Regions from separate parts of the Mus musculus genome. Here region 1 is linked to region 2. Evidence: chromatin contacts called from public Hi-C data. All regions are on one chromosome and are shown on one strand. The core of a region is the stretch at or near the end of the contact, and the rest is flanking DNA. Distances in the headings are between cores, read along the strand shown.

Region 1 (4,646 bases), core at 381-2,880, 1.3 Mb before region 2:
GAGTGGCCCCTGGCTCTGAGTACAGAACAAAGAGCAGTGACTACACCTGCAACAGGCAGCTCACGTGTGCCTTATGGTACAGTGGTTCATGTGCTTTGACTTGTAGCTAGTCGAGGGCTCTAGGCTGAGGATGTCCTAATTCGGTCTTATAATAATAAGAATATACTGTGGGACTGGGGATTGGTCCCTAGGAAATGATCATAATGGAATAAGTAGGTCTTTATAGTCTTACAAGAAACTACTACCCAGACTGGAGAGATGGCTCAGTGGGTAAGAGCACTGATTGTGCTCCCAGAGGTCCTGAGTTCAAATCCCAGCAACCACATGGTGGCTCATAACCATCTGTAATGGGATCCGATGCCCTCTTCTGGGGTGTCTGAAGACCGCTACAGTGTACTCATATAAATAAATAAATAAATAAATAAATAAAATCTTAAAAAAAAAAAAAAAAGAAACTACTACCCATACTCCATCTGTACACCCATGAGATGTAGTCTCAAAACTAAGAAAAAAAAAACCATTATAAAAGCAAGTATGTCTAATCTTCAAATTGGAATTATAGGATATGGGTGTCAATTATGTATAGGCAGGTAGAGAAAGAAGGAAGACAGGGTGGAATGCATCACACAGGGAGGGTAGCACCACGCAGAGTCATTCTCTTGTCTCATTTCCTTTCTGTGGCTACCATATCACAGTGGCAGAGTCTTCATCATTTTAGGAAACTGGAGAGCCAACATCCCCATCTGGAAACCAGAATTCCTGCTGCTGAAGGAGGCACTGATGGAAATAATGAAGCCGTTCGTGTGACAGCAATAAATCAGCTGTTTCCATATGGGTTGGAACACTTCACCGTTTTCCCACCTGAGCGACAGAGAAAGTTTTCTGAGCCACACCTTACCTCAGTTCTTCAAGTTACTGATACGCTGTGTGTATTGGGGGCCGATGGGAGTGTTGTAAGTCCACTTCTTACCTCACAGCAGCGAGCAGGCACTCTGCATTCTGTTTCTTCCTCCTCCCTTCTCTCCCTTTGCCATGACATTAGGCGAATACCCATGGTTAGCATCTGAGGCAATTGTATTTGTTTTCTCTGTCCTTCCTTCCTTCATTTCCTCCCTCCTTCCTTCCTTCTTTTCTTCCTTCCTTCCTTTTTCCTTTTGGAATTTTTGTTATTATTGTTTCTTTTCTTTTCTTTTTTCTTTTCTCTTTCTCTCTCTCTCTTTCTTTCTTTCTTTCTTTCTTTCTTTCTTTCTTTCTTTCTTTTTTTTTTGAGACAGGAATCCTGTGTAGTCCTTGCTGTCCTGGAACTCACTCTGTAGACCAGGTCAGACTCACGGAGGTCGAATGGCTCTGCTTCCAAGTGATGAGATTAAAGGCATGTGCCACCACTGCCTGGCTTTCTTCTGCCTTTTCCCATCCACGCTTTGAAATCATTCCAGACCTGAGAAGAGAAAGTAGCACAGGATTATTCTAACTTTTCACCGAGTGCCTCCTCTCATTTGTGTGTCTGGGTTATCCTGGCTTAGGGCTCCAGGGAGGTACAGTTCATCACAGAAGCAGGAGGCAGATGGTCGGATTGTCTAAGCAATCAGGAAGCTGAGAGTAGGAAGTGAGGCCCAGCTATAAAATGTAAAGGCCTGCCTCCAGTGATCTACTTCCTCTAGCAGGACTCCACCTGTGGTTCCTTCCAAAACAGCACCACCATCTGGGACAAAGTAGTTAATCACATGGGCTTACAGAAAACACTTCACTTTCAAATCACAACATTTTGCCTCTGGATCCTATCAACTCTTGACTGTCTCATGATGCATAATGGATTATTCCAATTTCCAATGTCCCTACAATTTTTAACAGTCCCAACACTAATCCAAAGTTAAAGTCTTTTCTGAGAGTCAACAATTTCTTAACTGTGATCCCCTATAAAAACCAAGAAATACATTATGTACCTCCAACGTGCAATGGCAGTTTTCATCCAGTACCTTCTAATACTAACACACAGTGCATCATCATGACACAATGATCAAAACAAGAAACAAATACAGCAGAACTAACCTAAGCCACAAAGCTTATATCCTGTCAGGCTATCTCCCCATTATATTCCACCATTCCAGAGTCCAACCCGGGTCTGCAATTGTATATAGTTGTCCTGCCCCTTTAGTGTGCTCCAGTTAGGGACACTCTTGGGTCTTTCTTCTTCTTTCATGGATATGATACTATGGAAGAGGCCTAGTTTGTTTCATGGAATACCTGTACTTTGGGCTTATCTGAGTCTTCTCATTATTAGATTAGACTGAAGGTATCCATTTTCAGCAACTGCATTACAGAAGCAACAACCTCCCCAGTGAGTATAGGAGAGGGCATAGTGCCAGCTGTTTGTGTGACAGCAATAAATGCCAGCAAGGGCAGGCATCTAAACAAGTAAGAAGCACAACACACTTACAATATATTAACAAAAATTTTGCCATTAGCACTACCCGGCAGAAGATTTTCATTGGAAATATTTGTTAAGAGGCTGTTGGTATTGATTAAGTGAGGGATGAGATTAATGATGGTCACCTGGACAAAGGCTGGAGGACAGGGGTAAAAGTTAGAATATGATGAGACTTCGAAGGTAAAAATAAAAGGATGTGTGAAAGTTTCTGTACTGGCTAGTTTTGTGTCAACTTGACACAGCTGGAGTTATCACAGAGAAAGGAGCTTCAGTTGAGGAAATGCCTCCATGAGATCCAACTGTAAGGCATTTTCTCAATTAGTGATCAAGGGGGAAAGGCCCCTTGTGGGTGGGACCATCTCTGGGCTGGTAGTCTTGGGGAAAGACTATAAGAGAGCAGGCTGAGCAAGCCAGGTGAGGCAAGCCAGTAAGTAACATCCCTCCATGGCCTCTGTATCAGCTCCTGCTTCCTGACCTGCTTGAGTTCCAGTCCTGACTTCTTTGTTGATGAACAGTAGCATGGAAGTGTAAACCAAATAAACCCTTTCCTCCCCAACTTGCTTCTTGGTCATGATGTTTGTGCAGGAATAGAGACCCTGACTAAGACAGTTTCTGTGTGTGAAAAGACAGGAACTGAGGAGGATTCCTAGGAAACTGGGATGTTAGAAAAATCCAGTAATAGTTTGCTAGAGTGTTAGTGTTACAAAAAGCTGCTTGCCTGTTCATAAACCAGACCAGAGAGAGACAGAGAGAGAGAGACAGAGAGAGAGACAGAGAGAGAGACAGAGAGACAGACAGACAGAGAGAGAGACAGAGAGACAAACAGAGAGACAGACAGAGAGACAGACAGAGAGACAGAGACAGAGACAGAGACAGAGAGACAGAGACAGAGAGACAGAGACAGAAAGAGAGAGAGACAGAAAGAGAGAGAGACAGAAAGAGAGAGAGACAGAGACACACAGAGAGAGACGCACACACAGAGAGAAAGAGAGATAGGACAGAGAGAGAGACACAGAGAGAGACAGAGAGAGAGAGGCAGAGAGAGACAGAGACAGAGAGACAGAAAGAGAGAGAGACAGAAAGAGAGAGAGACAGAAAGAGAGAGACAGAAAGAGAGAGACAGAAAGAGAGAGAGACAGAGAGAGAGGACAGAGAGAGACAGAGACAGAGAGAGACAGACAGAGAGACAGAGGGACAGAGACAGAAAAAGATGCCTTCTGCCAACTTATTTCCTAGGCACAGTTTGGGGCATTCACTCTCTTTGGAGTGTATGGGCTGAGGAGGATGAGAGAGAAGCCAAGCATGACACTATCCTCAGCACAAAAAGGAACATTCACCAACATTTGAAAAGTGCTGCTGAGTGCTTCTTCAAAGGCTTAGCACGTCTGAGTGAGTCAGCAGTTAGGGTGATGGGCAGGAGAGCATGATGGGAGTAGTTGTAACTTGTTCCCTGGCCAATGAGGCATCTATGCCAAGCACCCAGGACAGTAAAGCCAAGATGGAAACCTAACAGCAAGGTAATGAAAAGGAATCTTTCTTGGCTGTCTCTTTCTTAGAGAGATAGAAGGGAAACACACTTGTTTTTCTTAGTGTGGGAGAAGTCTGCCCCTTAAAGGTGTCTACCCCTGTAAGCTGGTCCTGACCCTCATAATGAACTGTGGAAAGATTATTAGCCGATTTGAAGCCAGTGTTGTATAGTTACATGGTAAATATCTATAATCCCAATGGAAGTAGAGGTTTTCAACTAGCTCCACACCATTATCACCAGTTTTAAACTCTATTGATGGCCAAGACCCATCCCAAATGATTTTAATATTATTCAGATGTTCTTCAAAATTTCTTTGGCTGGGGGAGGCAGAAATTCAAAGCAGCTTTAGCCAGCAATGTGGAGTGGGTTGTGTTATTATTTTGCTGCACGGTAAATTACTCAAAGCTTAGCAACCAAAACAGTCATCTTTAAAGTTGGGTGGGACCAGGATTTTAGGAGTGGCTAAATTGTTGATTCTACTTCAGGGTCCCTTATGTTAAAGCCAAGACATCATCTTGGCTTTCAATGATGCTTGAAGGCTTGGCTAGGTTTGGACATCATCCTAGCTTCAGGTAATGGCTTGACTAGGTTTGGAGGGCCCACGGGCAAGATGGCACCATGTTCTAGGTGATGGAGTGGCACTGGCTCTTGACACACTGATGGTCCTGCTACTCTGCCACACAGCCCTTT
Region 2 (4,409 bases), core at 81-2,580:
CTTTCTTCCTTTCTTCCTTTCTTCCTTCCTCCCTCCCTCCCTCTCTCTCTCTCTCTCTCTCTCTCTCTCTCTCTCTCTCTCTCTCTCTCTCTCTTTCTTTCCCCTGCTAGGGAGACTAGCAAGCTCTCAAATGCTGGGCAGAGCTACTCTCAGTTCTAGATTGATTGATTAATCAATCAAACTGATTGATTAGTTGACTTGGGTATGGTCTTGTAATATAAGCCAAAGGGGCCTCAAACTCCTGATTCTCCTGCCCCAACTCTCAAATCTTGGGATTCCAAACATGTGCCATTCCTCCTGGTTTCAGATTTATTTCTTTAGGGCGTGCGTGTCTTCATGTGTGTGTGAACTCACTACAGGATAACCTCAGGTGTCATTCTTCAGAACACTGGGCACCCTCCTTTGAGAAGGGTCTTGCTGACCTAGAATTTAACAAGCAGCTTAGGTGAGTTGGCCTACAGGCCCCAGACACCTTGTCTCTCCTCCTCAGTGCTGGAACTGCAAAAGCCATTCTGTCCTGCTGTTCATTTTTACATAGTTTATGGGGGCTCAAGCTCAGATTCACGTGCTTGGTGGACAAGTACTTTACCAACCAAACTAAATCTCCAGCCCCAGCATTTCCCATTACCAGGAATGTGCTAATCTAAACCAGATTAGGGATCAAATTAGCAGTTTTGATGCCAATGGATATTTTCAAAATATTCATTCTCAATGCTTTAGAGCTTGTCTTGAGGAAAACTACGTATGATGTGGCCTTCTAGAATAACAAAGATAATGAACAGAAATACGTGCTTGGGGTGTTCCCCAGACTGCACCTTTTTGAGTCATTCCCTCTAGCTCCATAAAATTGCTGGCTGTCAAATCTGTATTTGGAGCTTGTATGTCATATGGTTTGCCTTAGGGAATCCTACTCCCTCTGTATCTTGCATGTTTACTCAAGGCGGAGGGACCCTGCCACCTTCTTGTTACTCCAGGAAATATTTTGGATTTAAGTTGTGGAGCTTAGCAGCCTGTTTTAAGGCCTTATGCTTTTGTAGCTATGAGATTTCTCAGTTGTATAGGTCAGGAAAAGCAATTTCCAGAAGTAGCCAGAAGAGCGATGAATATGCTATCAAGGGGGTGGGGTGGGGTAGTGCTAGCACTGGTGTTATTTTATGAAAGAGCCATCCATGCATACGTAGGATATGTCAGTCTGTCCTCAAGATTTCAGAGTGCTTGGGTTGGTGGCGGTTTTGCATTTGGCTCCTTAAAAGGTACATATGTGGGGTTGGAAAAGTGCCTCAGAGGTTAAGAGCCGTTACTGACCTTCCGAGGATGCAAGTGATCACCAGCACCAATGCCAGTGACTCAACTGTGAGGCTTAAAGAACCAGACCACCACAGCCCCACTGAGGCTGAAAGGTAAAGCTTTATTTGGGAAAATGAACATCCAGGCTGTCTCCAAAAGAAGGGAGAGTAGCCCCATGAAAGGGGAATTTTTATAGGTTTTTATTGAAGTTTTATAGGTAGGGTGATTTTAGTTATGGGAAAAAGAACCATAGAAGGCAAAAGGGAGCTCTGTAAGCAAACTTTTATGAGGCGGGCCCCTGGCTAATAGGATAGCAGAAGCCTGTGGCCAAGCTGTTCTTGTGAGATAAGGGGTCAGCAGACTTCAGAGAAATGCAGACCGCCCAGTTTGCGTCTCCATATCTTAGAATACTCCATCTGAGGGTAGCCTAACAACAACCTCCTGTAACTCCAGCAGCAAGGTACTGACACCCTCTTCTGGCTTCTTTTGACACTCCAGACATAGGGTGTTTATGCGTACAAACACAAATGAATGAAAATAAAAACATCTTTAATACACATATATGAATTTATTTATTTATTTTGTATTAGGTAAGATTTTGATGTCATGCTACTTACCAATGAGAAATGGGTGTTTGTCTTTAGCAGAACGAGAAGCCACTCACTGTCTCCCAAAGTGCCTATGTGAACATCCCGCCGTGGGCGTGGCTTCGATAAGCAGTGTCCGTATAGAAGATTCTGTCTAACTAGAGAGTTTTGTGCAGTCTGTGTGAAAGATTTTTTCCACATTTAAGATTAGCTGAGAATAGAAATCAATGTCATTCCAAGAAACCATTGGAAGAAATTCTGGACACTGCTGGTTTAAATATTGCTAGACGTTTATAATTTACTTTTGTTGTCTTTAGACACATTAAGAAAATGTCCTGGCCTAGATAGAATTCTCTTATTTGACTTGATTTAAAAGAAATGTTTTCTCATTAGAGACTTTTTTTTACCCTACCCTTCCACTCAAAGAAGAACACCCACTTTAATATGTTCCTTGAAGCCCATTCAACTGATGTTTACTGGGCATTAGTTTACTGCATGCTCTACATACCTTGCAGGTAAGGTTACGTCCTAGCATAATCGCCTGTACTATTCTAGGTACAACTTGTAAAGGAGTTAGCTAGACAGGCATGACTCAGAGGGCATCTGTTGTTTTCAAGCAAAAACATCTTCTATTGTTTCAGCTCTCCTCCCAAAGCTACTGCTTTGCTTTGAGTATAACTCTTCTTGGGGGGAAGGCAGGTATGCTTGGTTCTTCCACAAAGCAAGACCACTAACGAACTTTCTCTCTCTCTCTCTCTCTTCCTCCCTCCCTCCCTCCCTCCCGCTTCCTTCCTTTCTTTTAATAGCAAATGCAGTAAGAAGTCACGTAGGTAGAAACAAATAGTTCACTAATTTTGAAGTTGTTGAAAATGATCCCTTAAAGGGCGCGTGGAGATCAGAGAGAAAAATAATGAAGAAGCATGGTAAATACTAAAGCATCATTCCTTTCTCTCACTCTCCGTCTCTCTGTCTCTCTCTGTCTGTGTCTCTGACTGCCTCTCTCTCTGTCTCTCTCTGTCTACCTGTCTCTCTCCCTAACCCCCCCACCCCGTGTGTGTGTGTGTGTGTGTGTGTGTGTTCCTTGTGTGTCTGCAAATGGAGGCCAGAGGCCAGGTATCTTCCTCTATCACCCCTTCCCTTGTTTTTTGAAAGAGTAGCTAGTGCTGGACCTGAAGCTAGCTGGTTTTGTTAGCCTTGCCTGCTAGCCCTATGTGTCTTCCTGTCTGCACCCAGCACTCCTGGGTTCCTGGTTTTTAACTGGATGCAAACTCAGGTCCTCTGGATGTGTGAGCAGAAGCAGCACTTGACCTGCCAAGCCCTGCCTAACCCTGGAAGGGTGTCTTATAGGCAGGAAGGAGAGAGGAGTTTAGGAGCTATTGAGAGAATAGTTCCTCTTTTAAGACTTGATGAAAACATAGGAAGACTGAGAAGTAGGTATCCCTACATAAAAAACATGAAAGTTTCAAGCACCCAGATCCAGGACAACCTGTGTTTACCTTACTCGTTAGTAATAGCAAGAGGACCAGGAAATGCAAGGGAATAGGGGTTTGCCTTAAACTGAGCCCTTCTGGGCTGGGCTTTCTGTTTCTAAGTGATTTAGCAAATTGCTGGATTTGCCAAGGAATGTGAGGGGGTGGTGGAACCTGCTGGAAAGACCAACATCAGGGTTGGAGGCCAGAAGAGGTGAGTAGGCCTATAGAAAAACTTGTAGTTCAAAAAGAGAGATTTGCACCTTGCCTCCAGGCTGTTGAGGTATAATTGACCAACGAAAATTATATGTGATTAAAGTATATAGCAGGATGTTTTGATAGATGCTCACACTGCTAAGTAGTTACCACAGTCAAGTTAATGAGTGTATTCATCACATTTCACAGTTGTCTTTGTATGTATGGCGAAAACACTGAAGATCTACTCTTAAGGGCCACTGAGAATTGACTTTCCCAAGTTAACCTCTGACCTCCAAATACTCAGTGACACAAACAACAAGCAATATAGTTTTTAAAAAGAGAAAAGTCTACTTTTAGTAAGTTTGAAGCACACGTATAGTAGTAAGCAGAGTTACTCTGTACTCGTGACTTGTACCTTAGACCTAAATCCCCTCTGGTTTTTGTTTGTATGGTTTTTGTTTTGTTTCATTTTCCTGCTCCTACAATCGACTCTCTATTATTTTCATGAGGCTGTCTTCACATTGTACTTGCAAAGAGGCTGGGAAATTGTTTGTCCTGTGTCTGGCTTCTTTCCCTTTGCGGAGTGTCCTCTGGCTTATCCACACTGCTGCCACAGCACACTTTCTCTCCTCTCCCCATCCTCCCCACCCAGGGATGAAGAGTGTCACCCTCACCTCATCCATTTACCTGGCCATACTTATAACTTGTGGAGCCCTAAGAAACCAAATATAGCTACCCGCCACTTTGACAGTACAATGAGAGAGAAGAATGGCCAAAAAGGAAGAGAAGAATGTATTCAGCATGGCCTGAGTGGGCAGTAACAGGGACCAGTGTCTTCTATATATTAATAAAGCTTCGGGATTTCCCA

Evidence for each region. Hi-C and Micro-C count contacts between places; a contact is called where the count stands out from the background.
Region 1: a contact with region 2 is called in a Hi-C map of the G1E-ER4 cell line, with 3 times the contacts expected there. A contact is called at or near these places in 3 of 39 promoter capture datasets (hippocampal neurons, liver and pre-B cells), 1 of 484 Hi-C or Micro-C datasets (the G1E-ER4 cell line), 3 of 130 datasets of targeted methods (embryonic stem cells and large pre-B cells) and 1 of 9 other capture datasets (adipose tissue).

The regions. Positions count from the first base shown.
Region 1 is chr19:18,661,080-18,665,725 of GRCm38.p6, reverse strand. No RefSeq gene overlaps it. Among named protein-coding and RNA genes, the nearest start is that of Carnmt1, 7.4 kb to the left of the region's middle.
Region 2 is chr19:17,320,777-17,325,185 of GRCm38.p6, reverse strand. No RefSeq gene overlaps it. Among named protein-coding and RNA genes, the nearest start is that of Gcnt1, 34 kb to the left of the region's middle.